Regions from separate parts of the Oryctolagus cuniculus genome. Here region 1 is linked to region 2. The links are chromatin contacts, called in public Hi-C maps. All regions are on one chromosome and are shown on one strand. Each heading gives the region's core, a stretch centred on a gene start, on an enhancer-like site or on the middle of the called end of the contact. The rest is flanking DNA. Distances are from core to core; before and after follow the strand shown.

Region 1 (4,061 bases), core at 1,345-3,844, 190 kb after region 2:
CAAGGAAATGCAGGTTAACCCTTTGCTCTGGCCCCCTGTGCTCTCTGGCGGGCGCGGGAGCTGGGCCCGCCGAGGCCGAGGTGGAGGTGACCATGCTGGCCGTGGGGTTTTCGTGTCTAACCCCTTTGTGCTCTGCGTGCAAATTTGCCCCATGCACTCAAACCTAACTGACGAGAAGGTCAGGCGGAGAGAGCTGTCATTTCAGAAGTGGGAGTTTCCATTCCAACACAGTCATGACGATGTCCTTGGGGCATTTTGAAAACCAACCTTTTTCCTTCAAAGTTTCCAAAGTTGGGCTTTCCTCTGCGGGTCTTGGCGAAATGAGCATTCCCCGGTGACATTCTCGGAAGGGCCCGCAGGTGACCAAGAGGCAGTAGCTCTCTCCGGCCAAACATGAGGTCACTCGAGGTCGCTCTTAGTAAAGACATCGGAGCCGGCATTTGGTTCCTGCAGCTACAAATCTGTTACAACGTCTGCACCAGGCCGGTGAGGATTTGTTACATAGTTAACATCCTTTGTGGGCTCAGAGCTAGACAAGCAGATGTCACTTTGGCTCTGAGCTTCATCCCCGGTGGGGGGAAAAGCCTTTGACATCCTATGTCGAGTGCAGATCACCTTGTCCTGGGGTGGCAGGGGCTGTGGGAGGAGCCAGGCCGAGGTTGGTGTGGAAACTTCCACTGTTGTTCGTGCTGAGTGATGTCACGCCGTGGCCTGAGCCCGGGGCGTGGGGCGCTGTGACCGTGGGGTTAGCAGTGATGACCTGGACTGTGTGCATATCTGGCCACGCCCGGCCCCCACCGCCAGCCACCGTGCGCAGCAGGTAATTAGAGCAGAGACTGGCTTCCCCGGGGCTGTCGCTTGTGTGTCTTGGCACGATTGATGGTGTTTGGTTTTCACTAAAGGAACCCACAGAGAGTTGCTTTCAAAACCCAGCCTGCCCCGAGGATTGATGTGGTAGGTCTCGGCCAAATTTGCCGGCGTTCCCTGAACGTGCACACGTGGATCAGCTGGTGCTGGGGGGGGGGGGGGCACAGGGCTCACGCGTCCACTCCACTGTGTGGCGGGCCCGAGCCACGATGATGGAGACGTGGCTTCCTGCTCGTTGGTTCCTCTGCCTTCCCCTGCTCCCTCTGGGTGAAAAGCACACACGCCCCCCGACTTGCCACAGGGCTGCATCCTGACGGATCCGTTGCAAGCAGAAAATACCCCAAGTCGAAGACGCACTGCAGGCACCCAACGCGGCAGCACCCCGCTGAGCAGCACAGTGCCCGCAGCTCCCACCGCCCGCTGCCCAGAGCCAGGGAGGGAGAGGAGCCGATGGAGCGTGGCCGGCCCAGGACAAGCTCCAAGCTCCAAGTATTTGCTGAGCCAGCAGCAAAGCACCCAGGCGGCCAGGGACGGCTCGCTGCTCGGGGACGGTCAGCCCAGAACGCCGTGTGCAGAGCATGTGGAGTCCGTTCTGATCCTGGTCCTGCAGGAACTCCCCTCCTCCAGGCAGCCCCCGGGGGCTGATAAAGCCGACTGGAACCCCACCATCCCTTGGCTGTTCCAGCGAAGCTGAGCTAATGGACCTCAGGGAGTGAGGCCTGACCCCAGGTCACTCAGAGCCTGGCGAAGACGGAGGGCTACGTGCGCGAGTCACTGTAGGTGGAGTCACGAGTGCGTTTTGTCTTTTTTCCACAGTTACCAGTTCTTAGCAATATGTGAATTCCTGAAATAGCACGTGTACGACTGCAGGGTGAGGTTTTGGAAGCGAGTCGCCGAGGGCCCTGAATGTCCCCGGGAACCGTGAGCACCGGGAGCTCCGGCAGACCCACGTGGGAAGAATGGCCCTGCGGGGAGCGCCCTGCCTTGGCTGACTGGAAGCCTGCGGCCCAGGGGTCGGCGTCCAGTCATGGGGAAATCGGCCGGCTTTGCTTCCATCGCGGGGCCTGTGGTCAAAGCTTTCTCCACGCCCTCTGCACTGTCCTTCCCCGGCCTGGCCAACCCCGGGGCAGAGCTGGAAGGAGGAGCCGGCCAGGGCAGCCGGGGAGCCGGGGACGACGGGAAGGCACTCACCACGCTGCGTGGCGGGGGCACAAATTTGCACAGCACCTTGAACACACACCAGGACCAAGTCCACATTCTAAAGGACAGAGGCTCAGAGAGGCCGGTCCTTGTCCAGAGTGAGAACTTTAATCCGGCCGCCCGAGCCCGGGCCCTGCCACCATCCCCGCCCCAGATGTGCTGGACAGAGACAGCAGCCGCCGCTGGCAGGCAGGGGAAGGCAGCTGGCTGGGGCCGCAGCCTTGCTCTCAGCACCGGGTTGTGTCCCACCGGTTGTGGGGAGTCTGGGGCTGGGGTCCTGAGACCCCGGACACACAGACCGGAACTGGTGGGATCGGGGAAGAACCCATCTGTCTGTCCACCCCGGTGCTGGGGATATGCAGAGGAGGGGAGCAGAGGTCACGCAGAGCCCAGTGCCAGAACCGACCTGGTGGTTTTCTCCCGTCAGCCTCGGCCACTTCCTTAGAGCTGAATTAGAGCCCAGTGGGTCCACTCTGTCTGCTGTTCCCCAGCTGGGGGGGTGGGGGCAGAGAGAGCAGCCGTTTCTGCTCCCGCTCACTCGCCTATGCCGCTAAGGAGCCTCGCGTAGGCCCCGCGTCACCAGGCACCGGGCTAGACCCTGGAGTCAGAGCTGCTGAAGGTACCTGCCCCTTAGAACGTGATCGATTGAGTCTCTGACCCCAGAGAAACATACAGAGAAGACGCTGTTAGCTGGTATTAAAATCGGCGTGCGTTTTCTACATCAAGTACCAAATGTAGGCCCTGGACCAAGGAGAGAGCGCATTACAGAAATGATTGCGTTTTAGAAAAGCAGAAACCCAGCAGGTGGAGTGGGTGTGGGATACAGTGGTTCAGATGCGCACATCCCGCATCGGAGTGCCTGGGTTCAACTCCAGGCTGCAGCCCCTGCCTCCAGTTTCCTGCTCAGGCACTCCCTGGGAGGCAGCGGTGATGGCTTGCGGGAGGCTCCCAGCTCCAGCCCCTCCCAAGGCCCAGCCATTGTGGATGTTCGCGGGGTGACCCAGCGCAGAGGAGCTGCATCCCCGAGTGTATGGATGCGTGCATGTGTGTGCATCTTTCAAATAAATTCACAAACAAATTTTAAAGTACGGTAAGCTTGGTCTGCTCTGTGAAGGGTCTTCACAAAGCCGTACAGCCCTGTCTGACCGCCCCTGAAAGCTGCGTCTGGTTCAGGATTCAGCGCCAACCCCGGCCCCATTGTTTGGGTTTTCCACCTTACGAGACTGCTCCCCGTCCAGCCAGGATCCAGCTTACAAGGAAAAGCTGGCCGTGCATCGGGCGATCCATTCTGCTTTCACAGACTGTCCGGAAGAATGACGGACGCTCAGCCTCACCATGTTGGGCTGATGGTCTCGGGTCAGGTGTAGCGGTGATGGAGGAAGGAGGCGAAAGCCACTCGAGGCGGAGGCGCCGGTACATTCTGCTCAGCTCTAAGCCTGCCTTTCCGCTCTCGCTCATTTAGCCTGGACCCCCAAGGCTCCACTTTCTATTTCAGCAAGCTCCTGGCAGCCAACCTCCCTTGCCCTCTGGCTGACTTCTGGCTCGGGAGAACTCAGTAAAACAAATCCATATCTCAGCAGGTGTGTCGGCTCTTGAAAGCCGTGACTCGAGGACTCACACCCAAACCCAACGCTTAGAGAAGAGAAAAGAAACCGGCAAATTCTTTTGCAAACCGGATCTGGGTCTCTGCCAGGGCCACGCCTCACTCTGGTCAGCCGAACTGGCTGCCTCCAAAACTGGGGGTTCCTGACGTGGAGGCTGCGCAGAGTGATCTCCTCCTCTGGACGCAGCCTGGGGAAGTGGCTCCTGATCCACCTGCTCTGCGGTTCCGATTCAGAGCTGTCAGTCAGCTGTTCCCAGGGGCCGCTCTCGTGGCATTGCTGGAGCTGCCAAAACTCTGCTGGCTGGAGCCAGAACTGCCCGGAGCACCTACGTGTGAGTACCGACGCGGCAGCTGCTTGTTTCTTTTTCTGCTCTGTGGGCCTGATACTACC
Region 2 (4,073 bases), core at 1,186-3,685:
CCGGCTCAGGGCCAGCAGGACGGTGGCAAGGGCGATGCCCAGCACGGACCGGCCGCGCCCGAAGTGCAGCTGCTTGGGCAAGCGAACGACCTGGGACCCTGTTTCCTCCAACTCCCAAGCCCTGTGGCCACCAGGGCACTCGGTCTCTAACCTTTTGGGCTCCAAGGGAAGGAGCCAAGTTTGTCAAACGTTACCCAGGCAGTCTGGTAAAATGAAACTCGCCTCTGTCTCTCTCTCTCACTGTCCACTCTGCCTGTCAAAAAAAAAAAAAAAAAAAAAAAAGGCCGGCGCCACAGCTCACTAGGCTAATCCTCCACCTTGCGGCGCCAGCACACTGGGTTCTAGTCCCGGTCGGGGCACTGGATTCTGTCCCGGTTGCCCCTCTTCCAGGCCAGCTCTCTGCTGTGGCCAGGGAGTGCAGTGGAGGATGGCCCAAGTGCTTGGGCCCTGCACCCCATGGGAGACCAGGAGAAGCACCTGGCTCCTGCCATCGGATCAGCGCGGTGCGCCGGCTGCAGTGCGCCGGCCGCAGCGGCCATTGGAGGGTGAACCAACGGCAAAGGAAGACCTTTCTCTCTGTATCTCTCTCTCACTGTCCACTCTGCCTGTCAGAAAAAAAAAGAAAGAAAAGAAACTTGCTACAAAGCTCAGAGCATTTTGTTGTCACCTAGCACTCAGCCAAGGCCAGAGCATCACGTGTGACCAGAGACGCCTGTCTGGCCACCAGGAATGGGAACCCTACCCCTTGACACGCCCCCCCCCCCCCGGCCTCAACTCCCAGAATGATCCATCAGTGAAGAAGAAACAGGGAAGACACACTTGGTCGGCCTTGACTTTGGAAATGACCGCCGGCCTGGAGCTGGCAGGGGCCGCTGGGGGTGAGCTGCCCACGCCAGCAGCATCTCCTGTCCGAGTGTCCTGAGGCCTGGCTGCTCCGCTGCCTACCCAGCCCCCTTCTAGTACGTACAGGAAAGCAAGAGGAGCCAAGCGCTTGGGCCCTGCCACCTCCGTGGTAGACCCGGATGGAGCTCCGGGCTTTGGCCGGGCCCAGCCCAGGCTGTTGTAGCCGTTTGGGGAATGAACCAGTTGATTCCCTCCCTCTCTCTCCCTGCTTTTCAAATAGATTTGAAAAATCCTTTAAAAAGTCAAAAGGAAAATGATTCCCACGGAGCCAAGCTTTCTTCATCTCTAAAGGGAATTGACTGGCATGTGTGGGTCCCCAGAGACAGGCTGGGCGCCCCTAATCCAAAAATCCAGAATGTGAAGGGCCCCCAAATCTGCAATTCCTGAGCACTAACAAGACCCCACAAGTGGACATTCCCGCACCTGACCTCTTGGTCAGCAGCCAAACTACAGGTGCAGGGAGGGGCCGGCGCTGTGGTGGGAAAGGCTAAGCCCCAGCCTGCAGTGCCGCCATCCCACACGGGCACTGACTCATGTCTCAGCTGCTTTGCTTCCCATCCAGCTCCCTGCTGTGGCCTGGGAAAGCAATGGAGGATGCCCAAGTCCTTGGGCCCTGCACCCACGTGGGAGACCCGGAAGAAGCTCCTGGCTCCTGGCTCCTGGCCTTGGCCTGGCCCAGCCCTGAATCTCTGTGTCTCCCTCTCAACTCTGCCTTTCAAATAAATAAATAAATCTTTTTTTAAAAAAATTGCAGGTGCACTAAAATACTGTATAAATTAACGTCCAGACTGTGTATACAGTGGATACGAAACACAAATGAATGCTGTGCTTAGACTTGGGTGCCATCCCCTAATATCTCATTATGCGCGTGCGAATATTCTAGAATACCGGCCACTCACCCTGTGCTAGCCTCTCCTGATACTCTTGAATTCTCCACTGAGATCTGAAACATCTTATCAGCTCCCACGGAGCGGTTTTATTTTCCCCAGGAGATATGATCAGTATTCATCGGGACGGCAGGTGCAATGCCGAGAAGGCGGCAGAATGTCAGGTGGGTGGAGTTCCCGCAACATTCCGCAGCTGGAGCTTCGGGAAGAGTGGCGTGACCCCCTGGAAGAGGTGTGGGGTGAGAAGTGGCTCCTGAGCCCGGTGACTTCCCACACACCAAGCAGGATGTGGCCTGCAGCTGAGTTTATGAACTGCTGACCCCTCGGGCCACCACGGGAAGCTTAATCCCAGATAAACTGTCCTTGGACAAATTCCTTTCGGATGAGAGCGGGGCAGCGAGATTGGCCCTGACCGTGAGTTTGATGTCAGTAGGGAAGTATCTGCCCCGGCTTCCGGTGCTGCTAACCGAGCCCCTCCCGGGAGCGTGGAACCCTCAGGCTCGGCGCTGGGACAGACGCACGTGCCAGACTCCTGGCTCACAGGTCCACGATGCCGGCCGATGGGGACGGAGGGGCAGGGCTGTGATCCATCTCCCAGCAGATGCCTGCTGAACCCAGAGTAACGGGAAGCGGCTGGCGGGGCTCCTGCAAATCATCTGGGCCCTGACTTCTATTTTCTGGACAGAAACCGAGGCCCAGGGCAGGGAGTGGCCTGCACACTGCCGGGCGATGCGTCCCTGGTGAGAAGTCGCAGGTGAACAGGCAAAGGCAGCTCCAGGGGGAGAAACCCCGGCGGGCGCCCTCCCGCGGCCCCCGTCCCCCATGTCCTCGGCACCGTCCTCTCTGAAGTGCCTTGACGTTTGGCTGAGAACCACCCCCTCGCTCTCTGCCCTCCCCCAGAAGGCGGGAGCGTCGCCCTCGGGTTTCTGTGGCTTGGGCAGAGCTCCCGGCCTGAGCGCCTGAGTGAGGACAGAGGTTTGCTCTGGCTGCTGGTCCTGGAGCCCCAGAGCAAGATGCCAGCACCTGGTCAGCTTCGGGTGGGAGCCGTTTATCGGAAAGGCAGAGTCACAGTCACAGGGGAGAGAGAGAGAGAGAGAGAGAGAGAGAGAGAGAGAGAGGTCTTCCATCCATTTATTCACTCTCCAGATGCCACAATGGCCAGTGCTCTGCCAGGCTGGAGCCAGGAGCTTCATCCGGGTCTCCCACGTGGGTGCAGGGGCCCCAGCACTTGGGCCAGCTTCCACTGCTTTCCCAGGCCATCAGCAGGGAGCTGGATCAGAAGTGGAGCAGCCGGAACGTGAATCGTGCCCGTATGTGATGCCTGCGCTGCAGGTGGTTTTACCTGCACGCCACAACGCCAGTCCTGCCACTCCCGCGCCAGCTGACCCACTCCTGAGAGAAAGGCCTCCCGCTGGGCCCCGCCGGCCAACACTGCAATGGCCATGAAAATTCACTGGAACAAACCATGGCAATGCGACCCAGTGCACACCCCAAGACTGGAGGGCCTTCCCGACACACTCGCCCTGGCACCACCCTCCCCTCGCTCCAGAACCCGGTGATCAATTAGCAGAAACACCAAAATCAAAGCAACGATGGCCACACTCACTGCTAACAACAAAGGTAATAATAATGGCGGCTCTCACCTCTCAGTGCCCACAGCAGGCCACGGCCAGCGACTCAGTGCTGGGTATTTATCCCCATCTCACACGTGAGACTGGTGATCAGAAAGGTTAGGACCTGCCACACGACACATGGCTGGGGCAGTGAGAACTCACAGGTGGTGGACTGGTGTGTCCTGGAATGGCCCGGCCAGCCGGGATGCAGCCGCCCCAGGAGTGGGTCCTGACTCCTGGGGACAGAGCTCTCCACCATATTTGTTCCAAGCAGAGATTGGAGGTGGTCTGTCCCCAGCATTAGGGACGGACTCCCTGACCCAGCCCCAGGGTAGCCCACCAAGTCCTGGGTCATGTGAGCTGCGGGTCTCAGCACCTCCTCCTGCACACGCCAGGCAACCAAGCTGCTCCCGTACCCAGCGCCCCTACCCCGGGCCCTCAGGACTCCCTGAGTGGCCACACAGCCTCCCCTGCTCTCGGCCAGCACCCACCCCCACAGCCAGTTTGGGTGCCCTCCCAGGAAGCTCCAGGCCTGCTCAGCCGGGTCAGGCTCCCTCCCCAGCACCTGCCACACTTTCGTGTCTGCAACTGGGCATGGCGGTGCCTCCTGGAAGGCAGAGTCTGTGTCTTCCTACTCGCCCTGTCCCTGATTCTAGCGTTTTCTGGAATG

Evidence for each region. A called contact is a pair of places that touch in the nucleus more often than the background predicts.
Region 1: a Hi-C map of embryonic fibroblasts shows a contact between it and region 2, with 4 times the contacts expected there. The contact joins two enhancer-like sites. A contact is called at or near these places in 3 of 6 Hi-C or Micro-C datasets (embryonic fibroblasts, psoas muscle and an unstated tissue).

What each region holds. Positions count from the first base shown.
Region 1 is chr3:3,477,292-3,481,352 of mOryCun1.1, forward strand. No RefSeq gene overlaps it. Among named protein-coding and RNA genes, the nearest start is that of ACKR3, 22 kb to the right of the region's middle. Within about 2 kb of position 2,595, at least 1 of the 8 cell types and tissues checked has an H3K27ac peak or open chromatin away from gene starts, as enhancers often do.
Region 2 is chr3:3,290,981-3,295,053 of mOryCun1.1, forward strand. No RefSeq gene overlaps it. Among named protein-coding and RNA genes, the nearest start is that of COPS8, 210 kb to the left of the region's middle. Within about 2 kb of position 2,436, at least 2 of the 8 cell types and tissues checked have an H3K27ac peak or open chromatin away from gene starts, as enhancers often do.